Linked DNA regions of Pan troglodytes: region 1 is linked to region 2. A link is a contact called in public Hi-C data. All regions are on one chromosome and are shown on one strand. Each heading gives the region's core, a stretch centred on a gene start, on an enhancer-like site or on the middle of the called end of the contact. The rest is flanking DNA. Distances are from core to core; before and after follow the strand shown. Region 1 has its middle 510 kb from the start of FAT1. Region 2 holds the start of FAT1 (FAT atypical cadherin 1).

What was found. A called contact is a pair of places that touch in the nucleus more often than the background predicts.
Region 1: a contact with region 2 is called in a Hi-C map of stem cell-derived neural progenitor cells, with 4 times the contacts expected there. The contact joins the enhancer-like site here to the promoter of FAT1 in region 2. A contact is called at or near these places in 1 of 7 Hi-C or Micro-C datasets (stem cell-derived neural progenitor cells) and 1 of 1 datasets of contacts at active chromatin or transcription factors (stem cell-derived excitatory neurons).

What each region holds. Positions count from the first base shown.
Region 1 is chr3:188,885,455-188,892,251 of NHGRI_mPanTro3-v2.0_pri, forward strand. No RefSeq gene overlaps it. Among named protein-coding and RNA genes, the nearest start is that of FAT1, 510 kb to the left of the region's middle. Within about 2 kb of position 3,382, at least 2 of the 24 cell types and tissues checked have an H3K27ac peak or open chromatin away from gene starts, as enhancers often do. A contact at or near this core is called in stem cell-derived neural progenitor cells, where this site is marked.
Region 2 is chr3:188,372,019-188,379,099 of NHGRI_mPanTro3-v2.0_pri, forward strand. FAT1 (FAT atypical cadherin 1) reads right to left here and starts at 1,956. Exons shown (of 27, transcript XM_063810072.1): 1 at 1,372-1,956.

The DNA.
Region 1 (6,797 bases), core at 2,132-4,631, 510 kb after region 2:
TAAGTATTTTCTTCATATAACTTTTCCCTAGAAAGTGTTACGTGATGACCAAAGGTAATAAATTACGACATAATGGTTAGCTAGTTGGAGTTTCATTTCAAAGGTACTTAAGTATCTCAGGTTGACAAAGGCTTGTCTACATATGCAAGATGGATTAGGTAATTATACACAATAAATCAGGGTGAAAAACCTATTACAAAGCAAAGATAGGGGTGAGGGCTGTTTCTGTGTCTAAGATTGATTGCTTAAATTAGTTAAACTTACTGTGTTCTTTATTTTGCTAGAACACTAGTGACCAAAGAAACACTTTTCCTACTGGGTCAGTATCTTGCATATACAAGGTTCTCAATGAATATTTGTCATAAAAAATTGAATTTAAATGTAAGAATGCTTTCAAAACACTACGTATTCATTTAAAACTCTGTTGTTTTGCCTAATTTATAATATTTTGGTTTTAGTTTAATGCTCTATGATATTTTATTTACTCTTTTAAAAGCTAAAAAATGTTATTAATAAATTATTCAACATGTTAATTTTTGAATCAGAAGAAAGCAGAAATTAAGAAACTGATGGTAAAAGCTCTTGGAAAGTTTGGCTCAAACTTGAGTGATAAATGGACAATTTAGAAGAAATTCACCCAGACATCTTCCACACGTGAAGGTACCCCAGTGGCTTTTTCACTGCTCTCATTCTTCTCTTTATCAGTGTTAAACAGCTTATCAAGTGCATCTCAGCTCTAAAGTGCTTGGGCACTTCCTCCAGCCTTTTCCAAAGCATTTCTACACTCTCTTTACCTTAAAGCAATGAGAAAACCCAAAACAATCTACACAGCACTGGGATTGATATGGTTTGGCTGTGTCCCCACCCAAATTTCAACTTGAATTGTACCTCCCAGAATTTCCCCATGTTGTGAGAGGGACCCAGAGGGAGGTATTTGAATCATGGGGGCCGGTCTTTCCCATGCTATTCTCGTGATAGTGAATAAGTCTCGTGAGATTTGATGGGTTTATCAGGGGTTTCCACTTTCACTCATTTTCTCTTGCTGCTGCCATGTAAAGAGTGCCTTTCACCCCCTGCCATGATTCTGAGGCCTCCCCAGCCATGTGGTACTGTAAGTCCAATTAAACCTCTTTTCCTTCCCAGTCTTGGGTATGTCTTTATCAGCTGCATGAAAACAGACTAACACAGGGATTAACAATGTGGTTTAATAAGTTTGCTGTATAATGCTTAGAAATTCCATACAAAATATACTATTTACAATGGCAGCAAAAATATGTGGCATAGGAATAAATCTAAAAGCGACGTCACATATTTTTGCTGCCACTGTAAATAGTATATTTTGTATGCAATTTCTATTTTGGAATAGTATAAAACATTAGCTGAAAAGTATCAAAGAAGACTTAAATAAATAGAAAGTTATACCATTTCACTGGCAGGGAGAACTCAGTATCATACATTTGTCAGTTTTCCCAAAATTGATCCAGAGATTATTGACATTTCCAAGAAGAATTCTAAAATAGGTTCTCATCAAACTAAATAAGCAGATTAAAATATAGATATAGAAAAGCAAAGGGCATGAATGTCCAGTCACACCCGAAGAAGGAGATTAGGTCAGGAAGACGTCCCCTATGAAAGACAATGCTTATTAAAAAGCTGTAGTTGTGATATAGTGGATATTAATTCAAGAAAAGCCAAATAGTTGAATGCAATGAATAAAGAATCTAGAAACAAAGACATATGTGTGTAAATATGTAGATGCATGACAGAAAAGAAATTGTAAATTGGTGGATTGGTTTTGGAGCAGTTAGCTAAAAATCCATTCCAGATTGATCAAAAAATTAAATAATAAGGAGCACTAACAAATGTTAAAGACCACATATGATAATATATTTATGACTTGGTGGTGGCAACATGATTGTCAAATAAGAACAAAATGCACTAGCTGTAAAGGAAATATGGTTAAATTTTATCACATTCAAATTAGGACTTCATGTTCATCATAACACACAAAAAGAGAGTGAGAAAACAAGCAAACTATGACACAAGACCAGCCACACATACTAGTGATAAAAGTCAGTGTCCAGAATATATAAACTTGAATATATATAGAAACAAACAGCTCGACAGAAAATTGTGCAAAAATATGAACAGGTAGCTTACAAAAGTGGAATCATGAATTACTAATACATCTATGAAAAAAAATATTGTTAAATCCCACTAGAAATCATGAGGATGAAGGTAAAAATCACAGTTAGCTGCCATTTGACACCAACAGACTGGGAAAACAAATTTAAATCTGATAGTACAAATGTTCAGAAGATTGGGACTCCCATTAATCAGCGGTCTTTGGGGCTTTACCTAGTAATGGTAAACATGTACGTTACCTATAAACACAGAAATTCCATTCCTTGGTATATAATCTAAAGAAACTCTTGCCTATATGCACCAAGAGATATATACAACAATGTTTGTAGCTGCATTTTCACAAAAGCAAAACTTGGAAACAATTTGGTGTTTTCTAAAACCAGAATAAACAAATGAAAGTCACATATTTAAACATGTATACATCTCAAAAACATAATACTGAGCAGTAAAAGAAAATCACATGCGCACAAATACACATTTAGATTTGGTAAGATTTATTATTATAAAAGCTAAAATTAGGCAAAACTAAATATTGTTCAGGAATATTAATATTTTCATATAAGTATTGATAAATTCAACATAATAAAATACCAAAGCTATTGATAATGTACAATGGTGGCTAAATGGGTAGTAGCCTTTTTATCATTCTTACATATTATCCGTTATATATAGTTGGCATATATTTTAAAACAACAATATGAAATAATGTGATGAAAAAATTAACGAAGCTACAAGATGAATCCCTTTTTGAGCAAGTTGTAAAAAGAGATCTGGGAGAGTTTCTCCTCTCTGTATCTAGAAGTACCATCTCATCTATATTTAAGACGTCGAATATAGACTCATGCAGTTTTGGTTTAACTCTTTAAAAACGGCTTTCAACAGGGTTTCATGCTCCCTTAATTGCTTGTTGTTAAAAAAAAAAAACCTATTTTCTCTGATGTCTTTTTTTAATTTTTATAAACCAGTTTAGTTTAAAAAACAGTGAGTTACTCTAGCATTTACACTTGATTTGCCTTTTAAAAATACCTTCTAATTAAGAAAAAAATCATAGTTTAATATAGAGTCATTAGGACAGGTGGGGGTGGGCGGCGAGGGGGTGGCTGGACTTCCTCGGGAGCGCAGATCTGTGTCCTCGCGGAGATCATCGTTCTGCACAGAGGAAGTCTGTGACGTGCGCTGCCACCCGTTGCCCCTGGCAGCAGTGAGGAAAACCAGCTTAGGGAGGCCCGGGGAGCACAGCAGAATGGCAAGCAGACTGCCAGCCAGAGGGACACTGTTCAGTACAAACTTGTTGACTCAGGGCACAGTCTGGACAGGCCGTGTGACAGCCTTGTGTTTCAATTACTCCAGCCCAAGGAGGGAGGAAAAAGGACCATCTAATTGAGAAACAGGCATTGTATCTAAATTGAGATTTCCAAGGGTGAATCCTTGTTAAAAAGGAGAACTCATGGTTAGGTGCAGCCTGCCCTGCAAAGCCTGGGTCACTGAGCATCAGCAAGTTTATTTTTAAATCATCTTTTTTTTTTTTTTACGATGACACCTCCAACTGGAAATCATTGACTTGGCAGAATAGCAAGTCACACATTAAGCAACAAGCGAAATACACTAATCGTAGCTTGACTGTTTTGTAAAGAATTTCACAGCACAAAAAGTTAATATCATTGATTTGGAGGAAGTATGTAGGGGAAACCCATATGCAGTGAGTATACTAATTGTGACAGCTCTTTTAAAAGCAGGCAGAAGGCATTATTGCTGAGGCAGCTTGAGGAGCTGTTTGTCATTTTAAAAAAGCATGGAAGCCACAAAAAATAGTTGGGCCAAGGCTTGGGAGAACTGAGGAATTATGAGAATAAAAAAGAAAAACCGGTAAAAATTCTCTTCCATTTCATTTGAGGAGCTCGGAATTCAATGCTTTCTCTTAGATAATGAGAGAGAGCAGTTAGAGGCAGACGGAAACAGCACGAAGTGCTCATTACTTTTAAATGTGCAATTTAAATACTCAAGTGTATCCATGGAAAAAAAGATTTAAATAGCAAGCTTCATTACTATTTGCTCCTAGAAGACAATGATCTCTGCAGATTGCCCCATTCTGTTGAAGTCAACATGGAGATGAATAGCAATTTTGCAGTTTGAGAAGAAGAGGGGTATGTGGGAAAACTGAAATGTGAACAAAACAACAGTTGGGCTTTTTTCCATTGTTTATTGGTGCTTTGGGAATTCTCTGCAGCTTTATCTTTCATGATGGCTTAATAAGTGAAAATACAGGACATAGTCTACATGTTTGAGACATGATTCACAGAATGGTACTGATTCACCCAAGGGCCTCTGCCTGGCTTAGTCCACATAGCACATCTAAGCATCTGGAATCACACTGGCAATCTTCCCAAAGGCCAAGGGCTTTAGTTATTTTGCTGGTTATGTACATAGACCAGCATAAACCATGCAGCCATCTGTATTTTTCTGTACCAAGACTGAGTAAAATGAATTTATAATTTTGAAAGTGCTCATCTTTGATGACCCCTTCACGCCAATTTTTATTCTTTTCAAACAACTGTAGGATCTGGGATGCCCGGAACCCTGTTCACTCCAAAAGTCCCATCCATCCTCATTTGCCCGGTTGCCCACAGCTTTGCCATCTCAGTATGTTCCCCACACAACGCCATGGGCAATTTGTAAGATCGCTAACAGAGCAGGCTCTTGAACCACGCTGCCTAGGTTAAAATATCCACTCCCAGCTTGCTGTGTGGAATGTTGGGCAAACAACTTAGGTTCTCTGTGCTTTCTTTCCTGGCTTCTGAAATTTACCGAAGAGTAATAATACATTCCCATTCAGTTACTGTGAGGGAGAACAGAGCTCAGCACACTAGCATGCAATAGGTGCTCAGTAAGCGTTATATGTAGTCATCAACACCACGCATCACCACTGTGACTGTGTTCCACTCTGAATAAAATCACTTTCTCTGTCAGCACCAACTCCTTTGACTGGGGTGAGTGTCAGCAGCGAGTGACATGCAGAGCCACACCAGGGCCCACAGCGTTTCCCAGAGAGGAGAGGTAATCCACAGGGGAGGCTCAGAATATGGAGCCTCCTAAGATGGCATCCGTAATGTCGCAACCTTGGGGATACCAGAAGAATGGCAGGTGATTTTTTTTTTTTTTTTTTTTTTGAGACGGGGTCTCGCTCTGTCACCCAGGCTGGAGTGTAGTGGCGCCGTCTTGGCTCACTGCAACCTCTGCCTCCCGGATTCAAGCCGATTCTCCTGCCTCAGCTTCCCGAGTAGGGACTACAGGCGCCCGCCACCACACCCAGCTAATTTTTTTTTTTTTTGTATTTTTGGTAGAGATGGGTTTTCACCATGATATTTTACTGAAACTACCAAGGGGGGAAATTGAATAACAGAGAACTCCAGAGTGTGCATTATCACAAAGGGCAACTTCAGGTAGAAGTCTCACTGATGTTCCTGGAGCCTGGGGATCTTGGTCATCAAGGAAAAGCTGAACAAAAAAAATGACAGGGTAAAAGGACTTCTGATTTTGACAGAAGAGCAGTCAATGTTATGTAAAGAAAGACAGTTGAACCCTTAGGTTATTTTAGGTCATAAAAAAAGACTTGATTAAAACACATATTGTAGAGAAAATTTATAAAAATTTTAAGGATGCCAGTTCATGTGTGGACATAAGCTAATGAACTGGCTGGGGCAAAACCACTGGATTTTTTATGATATTCTAAGGAAGATGGCTTGATTCCTGGAAATCAAATTTATTAATAGAAGAGATTACCAGGCCTAAGGCATATATGCTATTTTATATTAATTTTTAAAGAACTCAGTTAGGATGTATTTTACATCCTAATAGGAATTGTAAATAAAAAATAACTGTTTGACAATTATGCAGAAATGGTTTTGTATTCAGTCTTGTTGTCTGTCATTGTCATCATACTCTTCCAAGGGTATATATTTTTGTGCAACTTACAGTCCAAAGGCAGGAAAGAACCCACAAGACCTTTGCTTCCACTTAGATGGAGTTAGAAGTTGTTTCCATAAGGTGATAAGAGAGGGAATTTAGTTCTCATTATTTCACCTGCCCCTACACCCTTCATTCATCCAGATAGAAAGCCTTTTGATAGAATTACGCATTGCCCTTCTAGATATTTAGGTAGCTTCTTTAAAAATACAATTCATTAGATGGGCAGTGGAAGTTGACCAAAATATTCAGGAACCTATCATAGTAAGTATTGATTTATGAGAGCACTTTTCTCCTGACAGGGGATGCTAGGGAAGCATGGAGAACAGGAGACCAACTCCATGGGGGAAAGATGAAGAGCAATGGTGTTTTTGAGCATGGGCCCTGAATTAAGTAAGACATATGTTCAATTTCTAATGTTGACACTTACTAGCTGTGTAAATGGCCTTGGGCAAGTTCATGGTACAAGCTAAGCCTCATATTTTTTCATCTAAAACCACAGGGATCTTAGTTTCTGTTGTATTATGAAATAGATATTAATAATAATTATTGAGCAATTAGTGAAACTGTTCATAACCAGACTGACTGTAGGCAAGTATGAACTCTAACAGATTAACTATGTGTACAGCATAGAGACACACAAGTGGATAATGTGAAGATAGAGGAAAGGACATATGCATTCGAATTTC
Region 2 (7,081 bases), core at 706-3,205:
GAAAAAAAAATAATAATAAAGGTGTCCAGCAGGTTGTGGCCGGGAAGGAAAAATAATGCCTGCAAGATGAGTGTGCCGATTCGTAGCCCTATATTCCCTGCCCACCAGTTGGAATATACACAGATTCACACATCCAGCAAATGCAAACTCCATCATCCAAAGACGTGTTTGCCCCGGCCATAATTGCTCCAAGTGCTTACAGGTCAATTTCATACATGGAACACCTCGAAAGTGGGTGACCTGATCTCCAAGCCCAACCGGCTTGTGCCGCTTGCCGAATTGTAAATCTCAGCAAAACCCAAACACACCGGAACTCCAGCCGTTTCCTGGGAGCGAGGGAGCGGGAGTAGTGCTAAAAGGGGAAAAGAAGAACAGTAAAAAAAGTACAAAGATACCATTCCCTGACGTAAAATCACGGGATTTTTTTTAAATGGCACAAGAGAATTCCTGGAGAAGATTACCATTAATTAATAAGTAATAACGCTTCCTAGGGCTTACTAGATGTTTTACATCTGTCTGGGAATCCCGATTTTCCAGGCTCCCTGAGAAATCTATCTGCCTGGAAGAAGTTGCACTTCGTCGCCACAGGAGCCGCCGAGAGCCAGGGATGGAGATTTCAGACTTAGGACTCTGCCACGATTCTACTGATCCTTAAGCGCCAACAGAACGAAATGGACATGCCTATTAGCTACCACAAATCGAATTATTTTATATGAGAGAGAGAAATGTGGTTCAAGTTCCACATTTGTCCTTTAAATAATCGACCCTCCCTAACCCTGTCCCCAAAGGCTCGTGGAAATTAGGGAGGGGGTTGGGGAGACGGTTCCAGAAACAAAACGCTTTCCTCCAGCACGGCCTCTACATCCAGTCCACCCAAGCTGATTTTTGTAACTCATATAAAGAATGGGCCCGGGTGGGTGGTCAGTGAAGACTGGGGTGAGCAAGCGCCCACGTCGCCGAGCGCCGGGGAGGTCCAGGTTCGCCTCCCCACAGAACCCGGCAAGGAGCGCGCCTCGCCAGGTGCCCGGACTAGAGGGCGCTGCGCCCCTGCAAATCTCGCGGCCCCGATGCGCCCTCCCTAGGCACCATTGCTATAATAAGTTACATTCAAAATAATGCACAAACAGCATCGCCTCTCAAGTTCTTTTTAACAGTGCTCTATATGTATTTTATGAATTCCCAAAGCTATGCATACGAATCTTTCATCGCCGAGCCGCACAAAGCCAGAGGGATGCGCAGCTCCTGGAGCCGAGAACCCGTAGGGCGCACACGCTTCCCCGCACTCGCTTAGAGCCACACACCCCACGTAATTTCATTAACATTTAAACTTAAAATGCCAAAAGGCATGCACGATTTGAACAAAGAACTCACCAGTCTAGCCGAGTCCTCGGCCCCGGGCTCTAAAGTCCTCGGCAGCTCCGTGATCCCCTCGCGGTGTAGATATGTGTTAAGAGCCGGGTTTGAAGTACCAACTTTGCCTCCCCGGGATCTTCAGCATGTCCCTAACCAGAGTGCCAACGTCCGTGCCGCCGGGACCCAGGCGGCCGCATCTCCGGAGGCTTCCGACCAGGGCAAACTTAAGCACCAAACGCAGGCGAAAAGAGAGTGCGCGGGGCCGGAACGAGGGCCCGGGAGCAGCCAAGTTTGTCAGGACGTGCCCAGGCAGCCAGCCGCCGAGTTGAGGAGTTGCGGCCGGCGGCTGCGGCGACTCGCTGCCTCTTTCCCCACTCCCTCCCCCTTGGAGGCGGTGGGGGAGGGGAGGTGACGTCAGCGCCCCGCCTCGCCCCCCGCCCCGGGCGCGGACGGGATTCTCCGGCTGGGCGCGCCACCCCGACAGTGGCAGCAGCGGCCGTGGAGGCTGCGGGGGTCCCGGCCTCTGCGGTCTCTCTGGCCGGCCGCAGCTGTGGCGCGGGTGAAACGCCTGCCCTCCTCCTTCGGCTGCGTCTCCCGGGCGCCGGCGAGCGCGGGCGTTCCTCGCACTCAGCGCCTGAGCCGCCTGGAGCCCCGCTGCGCGCGCTTCCCCGGCTCGCGGAGCCCCTCCGGCGGCGTTTCCCACGCCGCGGACTGCAGGTGATGCTCTTCCTCTTCTGCAGCCGAAATTCGTCGCGACGTGTCGCCTGCCAGATTTTTGCTGGGCGGAAGCATGAACAGTCTCAGCAGACTGGCCTGGACGACTTGTACTTTGTGGCCCTCCAACTTCTGGATGTGAATTTTTTTTCACGACTTATTATGCTCTTCGTGGTCTTTGTGTTGAAAATCACGGAGCTGTATTTTTATTTTCAAATTCTTTCCCAATGCTCCTCTTGTCTTGACCGTACTCTGAAGCTTATAAGGTTCTGAGAGGAGGGGGCGAAGGGTAGGGGAGGAGCCAGTTCCTCATGTGTCTTACAAGTCATCCCTAGTGATAGGGGCTAATACACAAATCACTGTCTCCTCCTCAAAATAATATCCATTTAGATAAATGCAAACACTGTTGAGGTTTAATTTATAAAGAATGCGTCGTCTTTATGTAAGTGTCCAGCCTCCAGGAAAATATCTGCTGTGGAATATATTTTTAATGCCACTAAAGTACCAAAATACCTCCCCGAACAGCGTGAAATTCCGAGGGAGCCATTTCTGTGAGTTGACATTGTCCCCAGAAGATTGTCATTAACATTCAAGATCCTTGCAAAAGGGGGCTGGGGGCGGTTCTATCATATTTGCATCCGTTGGTATAAATATGTTGATCAGTTTAGCTGGTCGTTCTTTTACAAAGGTCAAGAGCAAAATTCTGAGCACAGAGGAAACTGGGCAGGGAGCTAAACAGTAAGGAGAGAACAAGATTAGGTGATTGGAATGTTGTGTGTGTTTAGCCTCGAAGTCATAACTTGTGTAAATATCAGTGTCCTCATCTGTGATATGGGACTAATATCTGCTTCATGTGGTAAAAATGTATTCATGTGTTTATCCATTCAAAAAAAAAAACATACTGAACTCTACTTGCCAGGGAGATAACAGTTATTCATGCAGGCAAAGCATTTTTACTGAGCATCATATGAAGTGTCTAGCACGCACATAGTAGGTACTTAAACAATATTAGTTTTCCTGCCCTCCCCCGCTCCCTTCCCTCACTTCTTGGCAGTGTCTCAGTTTTTAATCCATAAAATCAGCATCATCACCACTGATTCGAGATTCTGCCAGGCAGGTCTCCAGACTCAAGTCAGGTCTCCTGGGCTCAAGAGATCCTCCTGCCTAAGCCTCTCCCTCAAGGTGCATTTTGATTTGGAAGGGAGGAGAGGATCCAGGGAGCTAGGACACGGAGGGATATAGGAAGGGATTTTAGAGCTCCTGCAGACCCCGAGGGCAGCTAGAGGGTGCCAGATTCCTAAGGAGGGAGGAGGCTGGCTTGAGAGGCCAGTCTGTCAGTGCCCAGCGGACTTCTCCTGCTTCCCTGTTTCAACTACACAGGCTCTCTCCTTTTGTGTCAATAGTTGAAATTAGAAATTGACCACATATTGCAAGTCCTCAAAATGATTCACAATAAATTCACCCCGAGAGGCTTCTCGCTGAAGTCCATTTGGTTTGCTATACTCACTTTAAAGTTGTCATAAATAAACCAAATTACTTATATTAAAAAAGATAAAAATCACAAATGACAGGAACTTATGAATAACAATTGATGATATTAGTCAAAATAGCTGGTTTTCAAAGTGAGATGGGCAGAAAACTTTTAACAGAACCTCTAGAGCTGCGCTAATGTAGTGGGCAGCCACTTGCCCCCTGTGGCTACTTCCAGTTAAACTAAATTAAAAGGCACTTCCTGAGTCTCAGCAGCTGCATTCCGAGTTTCAGTGACCATGTGTGGCTAGTGACGATTGTATTGATCGCAGCAGATCAAAGAGCATTTTCGTCATGACAGAGTTAACTGGACACCTTGGTCTAGACCTTTAAAAACACTGCTATTTTATGGAAGGCTACATCAAGCATTTAAATTTCAGTGTGTCCAATACTGAGTCACCTCTGAAGTATAAGGGAGGACCCAGAATCATGGAAGGATTCATTCATACAGCAAATATTTATCAAGTACCAACAATATGCTGGGTGAAAATATGTAAGACCCAAGATTTAATGAGGTAGGTGTGTTTAGTGATTAAGAAATATTAACATGGCCTTTTAGTTGTTTTCCGTCTTTGCTGACTCATAAAACCAGGGGAAATCATAGATTTAAAGCAGGAAACAATTCTGAGACATTTTTTGGAATAGCCCTAGGACCAAATACTTGTAAGTAGGCTTGACTGACTCCTGGCATCCCACCCTCTCTGCTGCTTTCACTGCTTTCTCATCTGCCTATGTGCCCATTGCGGCCTCCCCTTCCTGGAGGTGAGAGGAAATACCAGCCCTCTCCACCTCCCCTGCACCTTGGAATTATTTTACCCTTTGCATTCAAATACAGCTCTTCTCCGGAATCAGCTTGTACTCTCAGAGGGAGCCATTAGAACATTAGACACCAGGCCGGGCGCGGTGGCTCATGCCTGTAATCCCAACACTTTGGGAGTCTGAGGCGGGTGGATCACCTGAGGGAAAGGGTTTGATACCAGCCTGGCTAATATGGTGAAACCCCGTCTCTACTAAAAATACAAAAATTAGCTGGGCATGGTGGCGGGTGCCTGTAATCCCAGCTACTCGGGAGGCTAAGGCAGGAGAATCACTTGAACCCGGGAGGCAGAGGTTGCAGTGAGCTGAGATGGCGCCATTGCACTCCAGCCCGGTGACAGAGCGAGACTCCATCTCAAAAAAAAAAGAACATTAGACACCTAGTCAATCTGATGGGAATCAGTGCTGGTTAACTATGGGTATGAGTATGTTATAATAATATCCTTCCACCCTTCCCAGTGCCTTATAGCAAGGGCTTTCTTAAAGCTATACTTAAAACATGAAATTTCTGATGCCATAACCAGTCACTTGGGAAAGTATTTGGAGGTATTACAAATCACCTACTAATGGCTAACCATTAAAAAAAAAGGTACAAAGTATACTTTCATTTTAAAGACACACCCATAGTGGAGAAGGGTGGCCGTAGACATTCTGTCCCTCAAATATAAGATAAACATCCCCAAGTGGTTTGGGAACAGATGTTGCAAGATAAATATAATTTTTGTGATGCTTTCCCAGCTCAGTGATTGAAAGATTCTAACCTTTTCAACAGTAGGCAACAAGTCATCCAACAACTTACTATTGAAGCTACTTTCTCAATAAAAGTATGCAGTAGAAAGAGCATTAGACTTGAGGTTAGAAGACCTGTTTTGACCTGTTTTGAATCTTGTCTTTGACATATATAGTTTGAATTTATTTGGTTATAACTGAATTTTGGGAATCTCACTTTCCTCTATAAAGATAGATCGCTAAAATGGACACACACACACACACAAAATCTCCCTCACTGGTTGTGAGAGATACCAGTAAAGAATAATTGTGGCCAAGCACGGTGGCTCGCACCTGTAATCCCAGCACTTTGGGAGGCCGAGGCGTGTGGATCACCTGAGGTCAGGAGTTCAAGACCAGCCTGGCCAACGTGGCAAAACCCCGTCTCTACTAAAAACACAAAAATTAGCTGGGCATGGTGGTGTGTGCCTATAATCCCAGCTACTCAGGAGGCTGAGGCAGGAGAATCACTTGAACCCAGGAGGCAGAGGTTGCAGTGAGCTGAGATTGCGCCATTGCTCTCCAGCCTGGGCGACCAGAGCGAAACTCCATCTGAAAAAAAAAAAGAATAATTGTAACTACAATATCATTAGTCTCCTCAAATTTACCTACTGTGTCTCACCCTGCCACTCCCATCTCAGCTATGAAGCTCTGTAGAACCAATGGCCAGTAACATGTATTTACTGCCAGTTATGCTCCGGACTTGGTTCCACCTTCTTTATATGCATTATCTCATGTCATTCTTAGAAAATCCTGGGAAGCATGAGCAATTAATGCCCTACCCCGATTTTACAGATGAAAACTGAGGTTTGAGGTAGATTAAATAACACACTGGGTCACCTTTCAGACTGAACCCTAAGGCTGGCTGCCTCCAGAGCAAACACTCCTGCCTGCTATAGTGCACTAGCTCCTCATAGCCTGCACCTCATTTGCACCCTTCAGGAACCATGACAGTTTTACACTAAAGGTCAGCAATGTTGTGGTTTAAGAATTGGCCTAGGAGGGGAGCAAAAAACTATCAAATAATAGCTGCAGGAAAATGCTCTCTTGTAGCAGCTACGAGTTTGGATAAATAATTGTGTAAAAGTAGGTCCTTTAATCAGAGTGAGAACATCAGTGATTGTGTTCAGGAATACATACATAAAACACATCCATTACTTGTTTGGATTACATATTTTCATGTATATATATGCATACTGTTAGACACACTGCTTTTCAATTCAAAAATTATAGTCTGGCTTTTAACTTGTTTAGGCTGAGCAGCAGAAAAATACACACCAGTGATTCTCAATGAATTCTGACAAGGACTATGTCACATGGTTTCATGATCAGCATTTCAATTTAGGCCTTGCTTTTCTCTTTCCTGGACTGGAACCACTAGTGTTTTGTTTTTTTCTCTCTCCAATTCTCCTTTCTCTCCATTTCTGTTTTACATATGACAACAAGTAATTTTACCCTTGGAATATGCCCTCTATTTATACTTCTTTACTATTAAATCTCATCCCTTTTCCTGCTAGAATTTTTTAGTCACAAAAGCTAATCTTATATAGAAACTTTAATGAGGTATGGTGATATTTTCTCATCATCCATTCTCTAACAGATCATCTATCTAAACCCATCAGGGTAGTTCTCTATTTCTTGTCATGGGCATGTTGATCAATGGTAGTCAGTGAGATATTAAAGGAAGTTTCTTGGAGGTTTCTGGAAAAAAAATTCCTCCCTCCTAAGAAAGAACCACAAGAGATATTATCTGAGAAAGAAGTTTTTAGATACAAAATGATTCAGTCTTGCAGACTATTGTTCTATCATAATGGCAGACAAAAATAAGGACGTCATGGTTGGGACTACAATAGTTATCTTGATTAGTGAGGATGAGGCCTAAACCAAGGAAGGCAGATGA